2 separate regions of the Capra hircus genome follow, and region 1 is linked to region 2. The links are chromatin contacts, called in public Hi-C maps. All regions are on one chromosome and are shown on one strand. Each heading gives the region's core, a stretch centred on a gene start, on an enhancer-like site or on the middle of the called end of the contact. The rest is flanking DNA. Distances are from core to core; before and after follow the strand shown.

The links. Hi-C and Micro-C count contacts between places; a contact is called where the count stands out from the background.
Region 1: a Hi-C map of blood shows a contact between it and region 2, with 2.0 times the contacts expected there. The contact joins two enhancer-like sites. A contact is called at or near these places in 3 of 5 Hi-C or Micro-C datasets (all in blood).

The regions. Positions count from the first base shown.
Region 1 is chr21:27,340,463-27,343,249 of ARS1.2, forward strand. No RefSeq gene overlaps it. Among named protein-coding and RNA genes, the nearest start is that of KLF13, 85 kb to the left of the region's middle. Within about 2 kb of position 1,374, at least 2 of the 5 cell types and tissues checked have an H3K27ac peak or open chromatin away from gene starts, as enhancers often do.
Region 2 is chr21:27,170,329-27,173,028 of ARS1.2, forward strand. No RefSeq gene overlaps it. Among named protein-coding and RNA genes, the nearest start is that of TRPM1, 54 kb to the left of the region's middle. Within about 2 kb of position 1,438, at least 2 of the 5 cell types and tissues checked have an H3K27ac peak or open chromatin away from gene starts, as enhancers often do.

The DNA of each region.
Region 1 (2,787 bases), core at 124-2,623, 170 kb after region 2:
AATGTACGGAAATATTATGTCCCATGTTTATGCTCATTACAAATACCTCATTCAGGGACTTCCCTTGTGGTCCAGTGGTTAAGACTCCAGACTTACAGTGCAGGGGGCTCAGGCTCCATCCCTGGTCAGGGAGCTAAGATTCCACAAGCCCAGATGGCCAATTTCTTTTCTTTTTTCTTTTTTTAAAGAAAGAAATGCAGAGATCTCAGGCTGCCACACACCTAAGTCACAATCTGCTTTAAAGATTCCAGGGGACTTGTGTGTATCTTACAGTTCCAGAGGCCTTCAACCTGAGAGGTAGGCTGTCTGGAGATGCCCATTCTGCAGTCGCTGGCAGTTCTGATGATGTGTGAATGTCACTGTTGAGTTGAGGGTGTGGGAGGAGGTTTTGCTTATGAGATGGAACCAGTGCTCCTAAAGGGGCTAGTGGACATCCAAGCGCCCTCTCCTCAAGGGGCGCGGGGAGAGGGATGGGGGCACAGGTGGGAGGCCAGGGCAGAGCCGCCACCCGCATCCCAGGGAGGCAAATTCGCTTCAAAACCCTGAGTGGGCCCGATGGCACTCAGGTGACCGCTCCATGGAAGAGGCCAGTTGGCAAGGTTAGGGGGGAAAAGCCCCTCCCCCAAAGCATGTAAAATATACCCATCAAAAAGCAAAGGGCTGTAAATGTCTTTATTTCTCTCCCCATTCAATGGCTGTTGAGTTCCCACAGGCACGAGGCAGACACCAGCTAGCACACCACTTTCCGCAGCATAACTTGTGTCCTATCTGTGTACTTACTACCTGGGTGGCTGGCGTCAGTGCAGGTTCCGGCACCACGAGGACCTTGTGACCAAACGCATACAGAGCACGGACGGAGGATCGCTGGCCTCCGGGTGGACCAGACCGCAAAGGAGACACTGACCGCGTGGAGAGGACAGCCGGGCAGGCGGGGCCGCGGCGCGCGCTCAGGATCTAGGCCGCAGGCTCCTTGCGCCGCCGCCGCCGCTCCCCGCAGTAGCAGCGTGAGCTGCAGCGCTGGATCTCGGGCGCCAGTAGTTCTCGCCCTGGCAGCGCCGCTGCGCCGGCCCTGCACCCCAGCTGCCCTAACAGTTCAAGTGCGCGGCCCGCGCGTTGCCATTGGCTAACGCCAGGCCTCCCTGCGCCGGGCCAAAGTCCTCAGTGTAGCTCTGCGACTTGGATTCTTCCGCCCCCGCCACCCCCGCCCGGGTGCCTGGCTGCAAGCGGTTCTGCTGCCAATACATGGCGCACAGCCACAGCGCTCCCACCGCCTGCACCTGAGGGACGCTCTGTCTCCCCGGCGCCCAGAGGCTGCAAAGGAGGCCTGGACGTAGCCGCCCGAATGCCCCCCGCCGGTACGAGGCTCGCGCACTCGAGCTTGAGCACCGGCGCGAGCCCTCGGCCTCTGGCCTACCTGGCGGCCGCTTGATCTTGGAGGCAGCGAGGGAGGCTTCGCGGCGCCGCTGCTCCTGAAGCGCTCCTGCCCGCGGATCAGGTAGTAGCCGATCACCTCTTCCTGGAACTGGTGCCGGTGGCTGGTGAGCAGCAGGCCCGCGAAGATGAACCTTTGCTCGCCCTGCACGGCGGCGCGCAGGATGCTGAGCTCAGCTTCACGTCCATGCTGTACTTCCAGCTGTCGCCTGGGGCCTGCCGCCTTGTACGTGGGCGACGGCGCGGTCTTCTCTAAGGACACCCACGACCACGTCACGATATAGCCCAGGATCTGGACTCTGGGGCCACACTGCCACCGACTGACACTTGTGCAATCAATAACACAGGGACCTGCCTTGGGAGCCTGTGAAGATGAGATACACGAAAATGCTGAAGGAGAAAAGCGCCCCGGGGAAGTGCCAACCTGTCCTGGGTACTGACTGTGTGCCAGTCATGCCCCTCACTTGCTTTCCTCTTGAAACTTAAAAAGTACTGGTTACGGGACTTCTCTGGTGGTCCAGTGGCTAAAACTCCGAGCTCCCAGTGTAGGGGTCCCAAGTTGGATCCCTGGACAGGGAGCTAGATCTCGCCTGCTGCTACTAAGATTCGGTGCAGTCAGTCAGTTCAGTCGCTCAGTCGTGTCCGACTCTTTGTGACCCCGGGGACTGAAGCACCGTCAGGTTTCCCTGTCCATCACAGACTCCGGGAGCTTGCTCACACTCATGTCCATAGAGTCGGTGATGCCTTCCAACCATCTCATCATCTCATTTATATTTGACACGGTGCAGCCAAATATAAATAAACATTTTTTAAAACATTGGGTAGGAGAGCAATTATTTGTAAGCTGCTTCTTCTTTTTTTAAAGCAAATCCTTTTTCCTGGGGCTTTACTATTGAGATCGCCCGCGGGAATCAGTCAGATACTTTGAGCAACCGGAGGCATATCGAACATGGGTCCTCCCTGAGGGTAGGGGGGTGGAGTTGCAGGGGGTGGAAGGCACCTTTCTCACTGCCTTCCCCTCCCGGGAGGAGGAGAAGAGAAGGAGGTGTGCCCAAGAATTACTCCCTCGGTTCCCAGCTTTTCCCAAGGACCCACACAGTGTTATAATTAATTCCCCTCCGTGGCAGCATATCGTGTTCCAATCTCGGCAGAGAGAGTTTTGGTTGTGACTTGCCTACGGTTTGTTTTCTGCACAGGCGTGTTTATGCCTCTCCTTCTGGAGAAACTAAGGGGACAAAAACTCCCCTAGCCAGAGCGCGCGCCTACGTCCCGACCCGCCGCACACAAGCGCACAGGCACGCGTTCCAGACGGAGCCCGGGTGGCGGCGACCGAGGGCAGGCCTGGGAACCCCCACG
Region 2 (2,700 bases), core at 188-2,687:
TTCAAATCCAAATACTAACATCGTCTCTTTCCCACACGTACAAAATGAGCAAAGCTTTCCTTAATCATCACATGGGAAAACGAAGCACTGCAATTATGTGTCTCTCGCCCCGGGACATGTTGGGCATTTAATCAGACGTTGCTGTGTGGAGCCAGAGATGGAGCCCGGCAGTAAACAGACATGAAAGGAGGGTTACTTCATGAAGAAAAAAAAAAAAGCCCCTTCCAAGTTTTATTAACCAGTGTCTGTTCCCCTGAGAACTGCAGAGCCTCAGAACTCAGCGGGAGTTGATGGGAAGGAAGATCCTCAACGATGATAACCTGCCTGTGACCAAAGCTTCAAATAAAAACAAAACTAAACTGAATCCAAATCTGTTTCCTAACTGAGTGGGCAGGGCCCACCCTGGCTTTTCCTGAACGCTGTTTACCAAGAGATCCACAGGGCTCCACAGATGATTTGTCTGAAGGTGGTACAGTGGTAAAGAACCTGCCTGACAATGCAGCAGACAGAGGTTCCATCCCTGGGTCTGGAAGATGCCCTGGAGAAGGAAATAGCATCCCACTCCAGGATTCTTGCCTGGAGAATCCCATGGACAGAGGAACCTGGCGGGCTATAGTCCTTGGGGTTGAAGAGAGTTTGACATGACTGAGGACGCCAGGCAGTCTTTCAAACCTGGAGCCCTGTGAGGGCAGGGGGGTGGGGGGTGGGTGTGGAGTCAGGGTGGATGGACTCTGGCAGCCTCTGACTTGAGCAGGCCTCCTGCTTCCTATATGAGAAGTTCATCTTGCTGGGGTTCACAGACACCAGCCTCCCTGACAGGCCAGCGCTCAGCCTGGTCACTGACAGATGCAAATTGTGGATCCCAGGAACCAGGGCAAGAAGCAGTATTCTGGCTAGAGGGTTTGGAATGGTTCTGGGCTAAGGTGACCCACTGGTCAGGTGAACAAGGGGTAGGGCTTTCCAGGATCAGGCTTAAGTCCAGGAGGAATCCAAGGCCTAGGCTGGAGAGAGCTCAGAATGAGTGTACTAGGAGGTGGTAGAGCTGCGATGCCCACCCGAGAAGTCCCAGGGCCGTACAGGAGGCAGCGAGGCCCAGGGTGGGCTGATGCTTGGGAGGCCAGGTCATCTCCATGGTCCCATAGCTGGTCCCTGCCGCAGGCCAGAGACCTGGATCTGCAACGGGACTTCGGGATGCTGGGCTAGGGTGCGGCTGGACAGCGCTGAGCCGGGCTACAGGCGGGAGCACCGCCCGGGATAGAGGCGAGAGGGCCGCTTCGGGGCTTCCCCACAGAGCAGACCCAGGGCCCCGCACATCTGGGCAGAAGGGCTGGGGTCTGGGGGAGTCAGACAGACGCTCACAAGGGCGTGCTCCAGGGCTGGGCTCCAGCCTGCGCAGTCCGGGGGCTGACACTAGGGGGCAGCGTGGGGTAGCGGGAACCAAGTCCTGGAGGGGAGACCCTCCGACCCGCCAGATGAAATGCAGGCACGCTGGGCGCAGCGGCCTGGGCATCACGGAGGGAAGCAGCCTCCCGCGGGCCAGGGGGCGAGGAGGGGCCAGCGGGCCCGCATCCTCGGCTATGCAAGCGGCCGCCTGCGGCTCCCGCCCCGGCAGAGGTCCCGGGTCCCCCGTCTGCTCCCAAACACAGGCGCAGCGGCTCCGCGTTGACCCACTTTCCCTCCAGCCGCGGAGCCGGGGGCGGGGAATCCACGCGGCCGCAGAGCAGGTGCGAGCACAGGGCGGGGCCCAGCCCGAGGCCACCCAGCCCGCCCGCCTCTGCTTGGGGGCAGGGCGCGGGGTGGACAGGAGATGGGGGAGGATAAAAGATAAAGGCGAAGGAGGGTCGGGGAGAGGAGAGGCAAGAGGGTTGGGAGGGACAAGAAAGGGGAGAAGAAGCAAGGGGACAGGAGCGGGGAGTGGGGAGGAGAAGAAAGCAACCTGAAGGGAAATGAGAGGGAGGGAGGGTTGGGAAGGGCAGGAGGGGGAAGGGAGGAGCGGGAGGAAGATGGAGGTCGCAGGCTGCACCCCTGCCTCTTCCCCGGGGCCCTAGGCTAGCCCTGCAGGGAACTATGAAATGAATGAACGGTGTACCTAGGTCTAAGGGGTGCAGGGTACAGGCTGTACCACCCTCCTCGTGCCTTGACCCCCGTCCCCTGCCTGGGGTCAGCCAGCTCCTGTCTCAAACAGTGCCTTACACCGCTCCTCCCACTAAGCTGGGACCCTGGACCTTCAGGAAGGCTGTGTATTTTCTGATGAGGTCACTGTCCACTCACTGACTGTGTCCACTGGGGGGACTTGAGCCCTGGGACGTGGTGGATCGAAGAGCGGGGCAGAAAGGAGAGTGGCGATGATGAATATCATGGCCTGGCTCTGTGCAGTGCCCCTTCTCCAGAGTCCACCCCCCAGCTCCACCCCACCCACCCACATCCCATTCCTGAGTGCCTCTCAGGGACCTGGAGAGGCCTCAGGTCCCAGAGCTCTGCCTGCGTTGTCCTGTTACATCCATTTGAGTATTTGCCATCTGTATACTTGCCTACCTACAGGAGTTAGTACTTTTTAGAGGAAATTGAAAGGATTTATCCATTGACCATAGCCCAATAGACACCATATTTGTTAGGGGAAGCACACTGACTGAAACCGCCCACCCTGGTCAGGACCTTTAGTAACCATTTGCATGAGCTGTTTTATGACAGGAGATCCTG